Regions from separate parts of the Sus scrofa genome. Here regions 1, 2 and 4 are each linked to region 3. The links are chromatin contacts, called in public HiChIP or PLAC-seq maps. All regions are on one chromosome and are shown on one strand. Each heading gives the region's core, a stretch centred on a gene start, on an enhancer-like site or on the middle of the called end of the contact. The rest is flanking DNA. Distances are from core to core; before and after follow the strand shown.

Region 1 (3,153 bases), core at 77-2,576, 410 kb after region 3:
CTCATCTATCATGGGAATAAAATAGTATCTGCTTCACAGGGTGGTTTGATGATTAAATGAGTCAATACTGAGACAGCACTGAGAGTAATAGCTAGCACATGGTTAGCACTCAATGTTAGTTCCTTCCTCTTACTTTGCTCATTTTTAAAATTAATTAAATTATTATTGCACCAACTTGCTTCCAGTGAATGTAGTTCACGCTAAACCAATAACCCTGCTCTGAGAAATGTCTAAAGCAGAAGACAGAAATGATCATTTCATGCATTAGTTTATAACAAATGAATAAGGAAATATTTTCAAGTATGAAAAGTTGGGGGCCATGAGGTTCAACTTCTCCCTCTGTTTTAAAAAATTCTCCTCTGGACGCTCATTAGGGGTTTTTACTCCTCAGCCAGGCTCTCCCCTCCAACTCCTTGGTTTTCTCAAACTTTATTTTTTCCTCTTCGGAAAGTGAAAGAATAACAGCTCCAGCTAGAGACGCTTGCTTGAAATAGCACTGGCACACAGCAGTTTCCTTTGCAGCTCTGCCAATGAGCCCAGCCAGCCGCCAGTCAGGGATCCGGCCTCTGACCCTGCGGCCTGGCTGCAGGCCCAGGGGATGGGGGGGGGGGGGGGGGGACTCTGAAGAGGAGGACGATCCCCCTCCCGAGACCAGTCAGGCACCACCCATCCCGCTATCGTTGGAGTCTGGGCCAAGCACAACACCAGGAAAATCTCTTTTTCATTGTTTGCTTTTCCACGCACGGGCTTTGAAAAAGTTCCCATTTCTTATGGTCAAGTCCAGAATTAAATCGGACTTCGCTGACAGTTGCTGGAAAATAAATCCATTCAACTTCCTAAGGCTTTTCCGACTGGCTTTGTTTGCAGTCTCACGGACGGTGTTTCTGACGGGCCGCGATAGCTCCTTCCTCAAATCCCCTTCACGCACGCGGACCCTCACTTCGCTTTGTGATATAAATTATTCATCTCATTTCTTTAGCACCGGGCAGACAGCGGTGAGGAATGCTTCCCTCCTGGAACATGAAGTAATTGACATTTTTCTGTTTTCCTGCTGTGTGGTTAGGGAATTATTAAAACGGACTGGTCTTTAGTAGTTCATTTTTGTTGGATATGAATCCCCTTTCCCCTTTGGTGGTGTGACGGCCCCTGAGTATGGAAACTCTCCAAGAGCTGTATCTTCGTGCTTCCCTATTTCCTTTCGACGGTCGTCCCTCTGAATACAGAAAGCGAGAAGGGCAGTAATGTGAGAATTTTATGTTGGGGGGAGGGGACTCACAACCCGTCCCCCACCAAATCCTCTGAGACGGCTTTCAACGGCCCCTCCCCCGCCTTACCGCCCACGCCACCACCAACAGCGACACCTAGTGGTCAAATAAAAATTAGCCCCTTCATTCCGAGTTAAGCCGCTTTTTACAGAAAATAAAATTTCCTTTAGGAGCAATTTAGATCTTTCTGTGGATGCACAGGAAGAGATATTCCTCATAATGAATAGCTAAAACATATTATTTGGGGGTACGGGGCAAGTGCATAATTTTTCCTTAAGAACATACTGGAGCTTTTTATCTATTTTCTTAGTGCAGGTTTGTAGGCTTTTGCATTGGTGGTAGAATGGTGAGCATAGCTGCCTTCCAGGTTTGTAGGCTTTTGCATGGTCTCTTAGTAATGGCCACTTTGATTTTATTATAACTTTAAAAGTTGGCAGCTGCTCAGCAATATTTTAAACTGAACACCTATAATGTATATATAAAGGTAAAATATTTTAAAATGAGTGATATTACAAATCAGCCATTTGCATAAATCTGTCTCAAACTCTTGGAACCACATTTACGGGCAAAAATAGTTTCCATTTTAATGACAGTAATCTCCAGGAAGAGGTGAGAATCTTTCTGTTAAGAATTTTTTCAATAAATGAGGAAACATAAAAACATCTACATTTTTAATGAAAGCTTTCAGAGGTTACAAAAACTTTTTAAATGAATCCTTTTAAAAAAATTTTACTGGAGTTCCTGTCATGGCTCGGCGGTTAATGAACCCAACTAGCATCCATGAGGACATGGGTTCGATCCCTGGCCTCGCTCAGTGGGTTAAGGCTCAGTCTGGTGTTGCCCTGAGCTGTGGTGTAGGTCACAGACACGGCTTGGATCCCACGTTGCTGTGCCTGTGGTGTAGGCTGGTGGCTACAGCTCCGATTGGACCCCTAGCCTGGGAAACTCCATATGCAGCCGGTGCAGCCTTAAAAAGACAAAAAACAAAAAACTTTTATTTATTTCTAATACAATTTTGAAAGGTTACTTTATGGTTTTTACAAGATATTGGCTATATTCCCCGTGTTCTACGATATGTCCTTGAGCCTGTCTTACACCCAGGGGTTTGTACATTCCACTTCCCCAACCCTATATTACCCCTCCCCCCTCAACCACTAGTTTATTCTTTTTACCTGTAAGTGTACTTCTTGGTTTTATCCACTAATTTGTTGTATTTTTTAGATTCTACATGTAAATGATTATACAGTACTTATCTTTCTCTGTCGGACTTATTTCACTTAGCATAATGTTGCTGCAGATAGCAAAAGTTCATTTTTTATGACTGAGTAGTATTCCATTGTGTGTGTATAGGTAGGTGTATGTTTGTATACACTACGTCTTCTTTATCCATTCATCTGTTGATGGACACTTATGTTGTTTCCATGTCTTGGCAAATGTAAATATTGTCACTATGAACATTGGAGTGCAAGTATCTTTTTGAGTTACTGTTTTTGTTCTTGTTTTTTCAGCTATATACCTAAGAGTGGAATTGCTGGATCATATAGCAGTCTTATTTTTACTTTTCCTCCACACTGTTTTCCATAGTGGCTGCACCAGTTTGTATCCCACCAACAGAGAAGAAGGATTCCCTTTTCTGCATGTCCTTGCCAACATTTATTTCTAAAAATTTTTACTTTTAAATAATTATAAATTCATAAAAAGTTGCAAAAAATACTCTGTACCTTCATCCAGTTTCTCCCAATGGTAACATCTTGCATAACTATAACACAATGTGAAAACCAGGAAATTGACATTGGTATACTCCGCAGAATTTATTTAGAGTCCATCTGTTTTACCTGAACTCAGTTCTTTGTGTGTGTGTAGTTTTATGTAATTTTATCACATATAT
Region 2 (2,943 bases), core at 338-2,837, 350 kb after region 3:
ATGAGGTTGCCGGTTGGATCCCTGGCTTCGCTCAGTGGGTTAAAGATCCGGCATTGCCATGAGCTGTGGTGTAAGTTGCAGACGCTGCTCGCATTCCGCGTTGCTGTGGGTCTGGCAAGCTACAGCTTCGATTGGACCCCTAGCCTGGGAACCTCCATATGCCACGGGAGTGGCTCTAGAAAAGGCAAAAAGACAAAAAGACACACACACCAAAAAAAAAAAAAAAAAAAAAAAAAAAAGCAAAATTTGGAAATGGAGATTCCGTTGGAGAAAATGCTGTGCGACTTCATTCCCTACTTTGGAAAACTTCTTTTCCATGTTCCTCATCCCACCACTGCATTATACACGTTAATAAGGAGCGTTCCTCTGCAAATCCCTGAACAGACAAATCGTTTCTTCTAATTTTGAAGCTGAAAGGTAACTTGGTCCAACGTCTGGATTTTACTGATGAAAAGAAGACCAGGAAAAGACCACGTGCCTCAGCCATGCTCTATTTTAAAAACGATTTATTTTAGGAGTTGAAGGGCTCATCTCCCAAAATGGAATGACATGACTCACCGAGCCCCTGCTACGCATCCTATTGCACCACAAGTGGCGTTGAAAATTCAAAGCCAGTGTTTAAACCTGAGTGGCCACACTTCTATTGCTCCTCCTCTTTCAGACCGAGGAAGTCGGGCTAAAGATGTTTCCAGCGATCTTTATTCGGGGTGGGGGGGTGGGGAGGTGTCACATTCGGCCTTTCCCCCTTGGTGGTATCAGCAAATGGGTCCCAAGTCTATAGGAATACCAGGCAGTTAGATGGCTGACACGGAGCAGAAGCAAGAGTGACAAGGGTAGAAAGCACTATGGTCCCAGGAAGTGGTTCTGAGTCTCTAGTGGAAAAGAACTTGTTTTTATCGCTCTTCCCTGACCCTTACATCACAGAACCTCTTCCAGGCTAGCCTGACACTCCACAGAGAAGCCGATGTGACTCTGAGGGGGTGTTGAGGAAGAGGGTCCCTGAGAAGGCTGGTGCGTCTCATTCTGTTTGTCACACCTCTAAACCCATTGTCTTCTACTGAAAGACTTGCTCACTCTTCTGTCTCCCCACAAGCACCCAAAGGCAGGGTTCCCCCGAAGGACACGTGCCTGCCTCTCCTCGGAGACAGCATGTGGCTTTGCACCGGGAACTTGTTGGGTGGCTCTCGGTCTCTGTTTCTGCCCGCCCCCCTCCCACGCCCCGTTCCCCGCACCCCGCCCCGCCCTTGCCCTCCAGCTCTGTTCTCTCTCCCAGGCACACGCCTCCCCGCCTTTAAGTGGCCCTCCCGCTGGCACTCCGCGCAGGTTTTGTTCGAGCTGTTCCCGGCCGCATCTCTCTGAGCCCAGGGGGTCTGCCTCGTGGCCTCGGCGCCGGGTGCCTGGCGGGACGCGAGCGCGTTGTGGGTTCTGCGCCGGCTGTTCAGTCGTCGAAGCCTGAAGATGCGGAAAGAGCAAGGCCTGCGGGCCCATGCAGCGTGAACATCCGCCGAAAAGACCGATTGCGATTCCGATCGCCGGGATGCCGGCTCTTCCCACTGCAAAGCAAAGGGATAGCTGACTCATCGCGCGAGTGCCGACAGCGGCCCACGCAACCTCCGCCCAGACCGGGCCCAGAAGCACCCACACAAAGGCCGCTCTCCCGGCGCGCGGAGCGCCCCCTGGCGGCGGGTCTCCAGACAGCAGCCCCAGGAGCTCCTGGCCTCCCAGGACCTCCCTGCAGCGGTGCTAGGACGCGGGGGTCGTGAGGCAGAAGCCGGGGTCACGTGGCTGGGGCTGAGCTTTCTCGGGCGCGCGCTCTCAGATGGTGCCCATTTTGACGTTCCTGTAATCCAGTCAGAAAAGAAGCCATTCACAAGCCCAGATCTCTTCTTCCCTGAAACAAAGAAGTGTGATTGTTCCTTCCACTTACAGGGTGAGAAGGGGTTCAGAGTTCACACTTCCGTCCTTAGGTTTGGGCACTAAGGATGGAGGCTGACTTTGTCAATTATTTGCTCCAGCTGGAAGCAGAGACTTAAAGCAAAACGCTTGAAGAAAAATTTCCTGGAAATGTATATGAATCCACTGGATATGGGGACGCGTTCCAGATGTTAGAGCGGCCTGTGATAGGCACACACAGAAAGGACCCATGAGATATAAACGAAAAAACAAAGACAACGAAAAACCCCTACCATCCAATAACCCCTGTGAAAATGCTGACCATTTTTATCAGTTCAAAAGTTGGGTCTTCTCCTGACTAGGAGAGAAGTGGCTCAGGGACCATTCAGAATCAGCCGGAGCCAAATGTGGGTGTCAGTCTCCAGGGATATCTGAGGTGCCTCCTAAGTAACCAAAGGCAGAGGAAGAACAGAACCTCCATCTGAGGGGTTCTGGCTTGTGAAATGACTCAACTTGTTTGGGGGAGTGAACTTGAAAGTGTGCAGCCCAGATGTAAAGTTTAAGATCCTTTCTGCCTGACACAGCTGTGGTCTCCAAGTTGCCTTTGGATGGAGTGTGGCCACACCCACAGCTGCAGCCAAGCAGTGCTATTTGAAACTCCCCCAGGGCCAACTGCTGTGAAAAGAACCGTTTATTACACAAAATAAAACAAAATGCCAGCTCATCTTTACAGTTTCACGGTCTGCCTTGGGGAAAAGAAAAGGAGTTTTAGTTTTCGGCCCTTGTGCACCAAGTGCCTTGTCCCAGGGCCAGTTCTGGAAAGCTCTGGAAAGTTCTTTGTTATGCTGTCGACTCACTGTCTGACCGTGGATGTAGTATTTAACTTGACCACTTCTCTTTCTGGGAAATGGGGAGAATGACGGCCATTTACTTCACAGGGATGCTGTAAAGGGCTCTGGCAATGAGGCTAGATTCAAATGACATACTTGATATATTATAATCATTTTTCTTTTGTCATTTTAAACAAATATGGCTGAGTTTGCACCAATA
Region 3 (3,186 bases), core at 405-2,904:
TAAGTAAAGCTCGATTTTATCACCTGGAGATTCATTAGCAATTCATTTACCTTAATCATTTCCAACTAATCCCTGTAGAAACAATTGATTCTTAAACATTATATTGTTATGCCTTTCCATCTCGATCTTATTTCCTCCATTTGCAAAATATGATATTCGGTCTATCCGGACTGACCCCAAGATCTTACTCACAGGCTGGGTCAACCCGCAAGAAGCGAGGGGTAGTTAAACCACTCTCCTGCTGTGCCTTTGGGAGCTGTGTGAAGGTTTTAGACATTTGCATTTGGCGTGAAAAGCTGGCGTGGTGTGTTTTAGCTACAGCGGGAGCCCCTCGGTGGGCTCAGGGAGTGTTTCTGAGGTCCGTTCCCAGGCCGTTGGGCCTGGAGTCCTCACAACAGTGAATTATCCCAAGGAAATGGGTCACCCAAAGACTCTACGAGAAAGGCAGTGTGGGCAAGGGAAAACACACTCAACGGAGACCTATTACTTATATAGGACATTAACGCCAGAGGGGAAGGGGAGGGAGGATGTGGAGGAGAGAAGGCGAATGGTGGTGTAATGGCAAGTGACTTCAGAGCAAGCTTCTAAAACCAGGGATATCATGCCGATTCACACTTGATTTATCCATATGACACAGGACGTTTCTCTTCCTCCTCGCTCATAAACCAGGATGAACCTTCTCTTTCCTTTTAGAAAAATCAGTAACTTTTTAGTCTGAGCCCAGCGCCCGCTCTCAGCAGTAACTTCACAGACTTCTTGGATAAACTAGAATCTTTAGAAGATGGGCGCCGCCTGCAGCTGCTTGGAACCGGCGCGATCCGAATGCCGGCCCGAGGCTCGTTGCGGGGGGACTTGCGGGCGTCAGTCCCCTGTACTCCGCCCGGGGCCACCGCCTGCCCTGGTCCGCTCGGCTCAGGGGCTGAGACCCTGGAGCCACGCGTCCTGCCCGAGGAAATACCACCCACCCCAGCATGAGTCCTCCTTCCCGCCTTGGAACATTTCTGTCCGTTTTTCCATTTACTCCCTCAGCAATGCTAATGCCTCCCCTCACCCCCCGCCCGCCACATTCTTCAGCCTCCCCCCGGCGCCCGGTGCTGACGTCTATCAAGGGTGAAATGATGGAAACTATATTCATGGGCATGATTTCCATTAAATATCAATTAACCTGGGAGCCTCAGCCAGGCGTGCAGTGCGTCAAGGGTAAATGTACATCTCATTTCCACAAGGCCCTCTCGGCTGGAAAAGAAGGGCTTAGATTCGATTTGATAATGCAAGGTATTGGGGTCACCCTTGTGGCTTTTAATCAAACCACTTGCACAGGACCTAACTCAAATATTCGGTTTGGATCATCTACACCACTTGCCCATGTTCCTTGGGCTGCATGCTCGTGTCTAGAGCCGTAAAAGCCAGGGCCAACCTCTGAGGGGCTGCTCTAGGGGCCCAGGAAGGGAGTCATTTGCTCCACAGCCTCCTGGGAGTGGCCTCCCTGCCTCCCCCCAAGTGTAAGGCTCTGCCGCGCCCCCGCCCTGCCGGCTGCGGTCCTCATTCCCTCGGCCCCGAGGGGCAAGACGAGCCCTTGGCAGTGCGGCTTTATGGGCCCCCTTTAAGGCCGGCGGAGGCATCTCCCGTCCGGCGTGAGGCGTCCCGTCGGGAACAGCGGTGTCGCCTCCGCACGGATCCCTCCGCGCGGTTATCTCGCGCCCATCTCGCTCCCTCTCCGCGCAGTGGCGTGGTGCGAAAATGCCTCGCCGGGGCGCACCGGGGCGGAAGCCTCGGCAGCGGCGGCGAGAGCTGTGGGAGGGGGCTACAGGGGGGGCGAGGTGAGAGGTGGCGGCGGGCAGAGGGTGTTTTTTTCCTTTTCCCTCCAGAGCGGGGGTTGTAAACCGAAGCCAAAGAGTGTCCCCGTGGGTCGGGTGCACTTTTTTCTTGTCCCGGTGCGCTCAGGGCCGCCTGGTGCCTGAGAGGAAACAGTGGAGGCAGAGGGACAGGTCACCCGGGGCGTCGGCGATTTTATTGCGGCCGAGCCGGCGCGCGCCGGGAGAGGCTGGGCGGGCGGTGGAACGCGGGGGCTGGGTGAGGCCCCGCGACCCGCGAGGGAGGCGGCGCGAGGCCGAGGAGACGGGCGCGAGAGCGGAGCATGAACGCCCAGTAGCCGAGTGCCCGCGGCTGCCCGGCCTCAGAGGCGACGCGCGGGCGGGCGGGCGGGCGGCGGCACCAAAGTAGCCCGGCGGCCCCAGCGGCGCGAGCAGCCGCCCCAGAGGCCCCCGCGGCAGTGCAGTCGCGCTGAGGCGCGCTCCCTGCCTGCTCGGCGCCGCCCGCCCGCCCGGGGCCGCCCTACCTCGGCCCCCGGCCGCCGCCGCCCCGATGAGCTCGTACTTCGTGAACCCGCTGTACTCCAAGTACAAGGCGGCGGCCGCGGCGGCGGCCGCGGCAGGCGAGGCCATCAATCCCACTTACTACGACTGTCACTTCGCGCCCGAGGTCGGCGGCCGCCACGCCGCAGCCGCCGCCGCCTTGCAGCTCTATGGCAACAGCGCCGCGGGCTTCCCGCACGCGCCCCCGCAGGCGCACGCGCACCCGCACCCTTCGCCGCCGCCCGCCAGGCCGGGTTGCGGTGGTGGGGGCGGTCCGGGCCCCGGCCAAGACTACTTCCACCCCGGCGGGGGCAGCCCAGCCGCAGCCTACCAGGCCGCCCCCCCGCCGCCGCCGCCGCCGCCGCCGCCGCCGCCTCCCCCCTGCGGCGGGATTGCCTGTCACGGGGAGCCCGCGAAGTTTTACGGATACGATAACTTACAGAGACAGCCGATTTTTACGACCCAGCAAGAGGCCGAGCTGGTACAATATCCTGACTGTAAATCGTCCAGTGGTAATATTGGCGAGGACCCAGACCACTTAAATCAGAGCTCGTCTCCTTCTCAAATGTTTCCCTGGATGAGACCACAAGGTTGGGATGCATTTTTTTTTTTTAAGCGGGGAGAGGGGGAGAAATCTGCTTTCATCTCACGTTCTAGCTTTAAAACTCCCCTTTCCTCTCCCTCTCCTTTTCCTTCTTGTGTGGCTTACAGTGACTCTTATTCATAAAGTAATACAGACTTTTTTTTTTTTAAGTAGAAACCATGTAAAGATGATGGGGACAGAATAGTGGCAATCTGCCCCTCATTCCTGCACATCCTGTATATATCTAAC
Region 4 (3,015 bases), core at 17-2,516, 510 kb after region 3:
GTCGTCGGCCTTGGGTTTAACGATACAGCAGTTTCCTCTGCAGCCCAGACAACTCACTCTTTGAACACAGAGAGAAATAGTGCATCAGAAAATTATTTTCATGGTGTTGCCATGTTTACTGTTTCCTGTTGTCTTTGCCTGAAAGTGTTTTAACAAAAATTAGGGTTGAGCATAAAAACATTTGAGCCAGGGGATGAAAGGAGTTGTTATTACATTTCCTTTCCAGGTTAACATGGTCGCCTTTGATTTAAGCGCTATAGACTTGGGACAGGATATGACACCAATTAAAAACATGAAACTTAATTTTTGGACTAAACAATCACATACTCTTTCTTCTGATATCTGGTGGAGGGTTACTGACATGACATTTATTTCACAACCACAACCCTACATTTATTGGGTTGGCTTGATTTAAGATACATGGGGGCAACTAAAATTGTGCACGGAAAAGTCTAGCAACGTCTTCAAAACTGTAAAGCAGCTGTTATAAAAGGGAACACAGTCTTCCTGGTGACTGCCGTGCAAGGTCAAGAACACAAGCAAACTGGCTCCCTGAGCTCCAGACCTATTCATCTTGGTTGGAGGCAGATTTTAATTTAAGAGCTACATTTCAAAACAAATCAGTTGATTTTATCTCATAAAGGACAGCAGGGAAACATTTAACCAATAACCTCTCCTTAGCCTTACATTTATTTTTTTAGTTTTTATTTTTTGTTCTTTAGGGCCGTACCCACAGCATATGGAAGTTCCCAGGCTAGGGGTCAAATCGGAGCTGTAGCTGCCCCGCCTACACCACAGCCACAGCCACAGCCACGTGGGATCCAAGCCGCGTCTGCGGCCTACACCACAGCTCACAGCAACACTGGATCCATAACCCACTGAACGAGGCCAGGAATCGAACCCACAACCTCATGGATACTAATCAGATTTGCTTCTGCTGAGCCACCATGGGAACTCCCCAGCCTTACATTTAAACTTCATTTTTTCACAAGAGTTTTAGTATTTGTTGAAAATCAACTGCAAATAGTAATAACATAATGCCCTATGAATCATTACAAATATGAAAAGTAATGCACTCTATTTGAATATCGATATGTTTAAATGATAAAGCTGAATATTCGTGCTTAATTTTAATGCAAAAAATAAAGTGAACACATGCGAATTTAAGTAGCTAGGTCAACCTCCCCTTTTTTTCACCTGGACACCTTGTCTCACTCTAGCCAGTGATCCTGTGAAGAAAGTATTAGTGGTTTCAGCTCAGTCCCAGGTGGCCTATGTCACATACTGCATAACCTGCTGGTGGGTCCTCCAGGGCTATTTCTATTTATAGACAGTAGCCTTTTATAATTCTGTCGGGGGCAGTTGTGGAGAGGGTGCATACCCTGTTTTAATCTACTTATTATGCACTTGAAAATACTGGAAACATTTACAGAAAGAAGTCAAGTTAAATTTGTAAGACCTTTTCATGCGTTCAAATAAATTCGAGCTTACAGCTCTATACCAAGTGCTCAAGTTATTATGTTTGAAAGAAAAGTCACTCACAACTTCAACTCCATGTGGAAAATTACCAAACACTGCAGTTTTTCTAACCACGAAAATCCTCATTTCCCATGTGCAGTTGGTTAGCTCCTCACCGCATCCCCAAGGAGTCTGTGTGAGTCTGAAACACTGCAGAAAAATGAGAATTTCCACACTTAAATGCAGCCAAGGCAGCATTTTTAATGATTAAAAATAAGAGCAGAAGTGGAAAAGGAAGGGACCATGGGTCCTTGTTTTATTTTTTTTTCTTTCCTCCCATAAAAAAATGAGAGTGTGGGGGTTCCCAGGTGAGAGTCAAATGTGGGCCTGCATTTAATTTTTATGGGACTTTTTTTTAAAACAAGAAAAAAATACCAACTCTCTTAAATTTCCTCACTCTCAGTTGCACGCCGTGAATGTTAAAATGAAAGGAGGCATCAAGGCCAAATTCACCGTACAGCTTTTGTGAGCTGTTAGAAGCGATTCTCAGGATCTGGGCTTTTATTTAGGTTTGCTTTCCCTCTCAGCCTGAGTGTGCATTTTTGACGAGTTCTTTCTATCCCTAGCTTGAATGTACGCAGCCGATGCTTTTCACACACACACACACACACACACACACACACACAGGTTTTATGTATTTAAAGAAAATGAAAATCTTTAGTCCCTTGGTAACAATATTTTAAAAAGCAGCTCGATATTTGGATCAGCAAGTAGACTACTTTCAAAGACAACTCTCATGGGCACAATGTGTTAACTGTTTTCCGTGCCACCATTTCATCGTGTGCAAACGGACAGCAAAATGGTGGTTCCAGCATTTGGTTGTATGAGGGCTCTTTCGCAGACAGCCTTCCCTCTCAGATCGCAGAACCAGTTTGAAGAGCGATAGAAAAGCCAGATTGCTCAGGCCAGGGACGGATTCAATAAAACATACACACAGATCTTCCTCTGCTCACTGCTTTGCAGATGCTCGAGCAAAATTTGAGATACGTACGATACAAAGAGAGCACGCCCTGGTTAAAATAAAAAATGCAACAGAAATGATAGTTCAGTTAAACATGGAATTCCTTGGTGTTGGTAAATGCAGATGTTATTCATAGACCCTCCAATGTCACCGTTAGTAATCTACCTTGAGAAAAGACCCAAAACGGGGTTAGCATAGCGAATGTGAATGTTTCACTTGTGAATAAATGATCTTTCCAGATCAAGGTTGAGGTCACTGGCAAGCTAGTCTAGGTGAGCTCATTCCACAGTTATTTGCACATGCAAATCAGGCTTCTAAATTTTTCTTACCTTACTGTCTTTTGTTCATGAAAAGATCTTTGATGGATCTCTTAAAATAAAAATGTTGAAATAATCGAACAATGTAATAATTGAACTTTGCTAATAGTATTCATTTAGGACTAGCTCCTAAATAGAACCAAAAGTAAGATAGGTTTTGACTTACCCTTCACTGGACCTCAAATCGAAGAGAGATGAATCTGACTGAGAGAAGAACTT

What was found. HiChIP or PLAC-seq counts read pairs in DNA pulled down with a chosen protein or histone mark.
Region 1: an H3K27ac HiChIP or PLAC-seq map of skeletal muscle shows a contact between it and region 3. The contact joins the enhancer-like site here to the promoter of HOXD8 in region 3. A contact is called at or near these places in 21 of 47 Hi-C or Micro-C datasets (brain, embryonic fibroblasts, epiblast stem cells and 12 more) and 1 of 2 datasets of contacts at active chromatin or transcription factors (skeletal muscle).
Region 2: a contact with region 3 is called in an H3K27ac HiChIP or PLAC-seq map of skeletal muscle. The contact joins the enhancer-like site here to the promoter of HOXD8 in region 3. A contact is called at or near these places in 7 of 47 Hi-C or Micro-C datasets (embryonic fibroblasts, heart right ventricle, retroperitoneal adipose tissue and 2 more) and 1 of 2 datasets of contacts at active chromatin or transcription factors (skeletal muscle).
Region 4: a contact with region 3 is called in an H3K27ac HiChIP or PLAC-seq map of skeletal muscle. The contact joins the enhancer-like site here to the promoter of HOXD8 in region 3. A contact is called at or near these places in 3 of 5 promoter capture datasets (fetal liver, fetal skeletal muscle and liver), 12 of 47 Hi-C or Micro-C datasets (adipocytes, adipose tissue, embryonic fibroblasts and 4 more) and 1 of 2 datasets of contacts at active chromatin or transcription factors (skeletal muscle).

Annotation. Positions count from the first base shown.
Region 1 is chr15:82,341,090-82,344,242 of Sscrofa11.1, forward strand. No RefSeq gene overlaps it. Among named protein-coding and RNA genes, the nearest start is that of MTX2, 280 kb to the left of the region's middle. Within about 2 kb of position 1,327, at least 39 of the 83 cell types and tissues checked have an H3K27ac peak or open chromatin away from gene starts, as enhancers often do. A contact at or near this core is called in fetal liver, fetal skeletal muscle, liver and 4 more, where this site is marked.
Region 2 is chr15:82,279,799-82,282,741 of Sscrofa11.1, forward strand. No RefSeq gene overlaps it. Among named protein-coding and RNA genes, the nearest start is that of MTX2, 220 kb to the left of the region's middle. Within about 2 kb of position 1,588, at least 29 of the 83 cell types and tissues checked have an H3K27ac peak or open chromatin away from gene starts, as enhancers often do. A contact at or near this core is called in embryonic fibroblasts, retroperitoneal adipose tissue, skeletal muscle and 1 more, where this site is marked.
Region 3 is chr15:81,929,269-81,932,454 of Sscrofa11.1, forward strand. It overlaps HOXD8 (homeobox protein Hox-D8), which reads left to right and starts at 1,655. Exons shown (of 3, transcript XM_021076351.1): 1 at 1,655-1,820; 2 at 2,797-2,944. The coding sequence starts at 2,920.
Region 4 is chr15:82,439,290-82,442,304 of Sscrofa11.1, forward strand. LOC102161209 (a long non-coding RNA gene) reads right to left here. Exons shown (of 3, transcript XR_002339197.1): 1 at 2,963-3,015; 2 at 1,543-2,848; 3 at 1-58. Among named protein-coding and RNA genes, the nearest start is that of MTX2, 380 kb to the left of the region's middle. Within about 2 kb of position 1,267, at least 6 of the 83 cell types and tissues checked have an H3K27ac peak or open chromatin away from gene starts, as enhancers often do. A contact at or near this core is called in skeletal muscle, where this site is marked.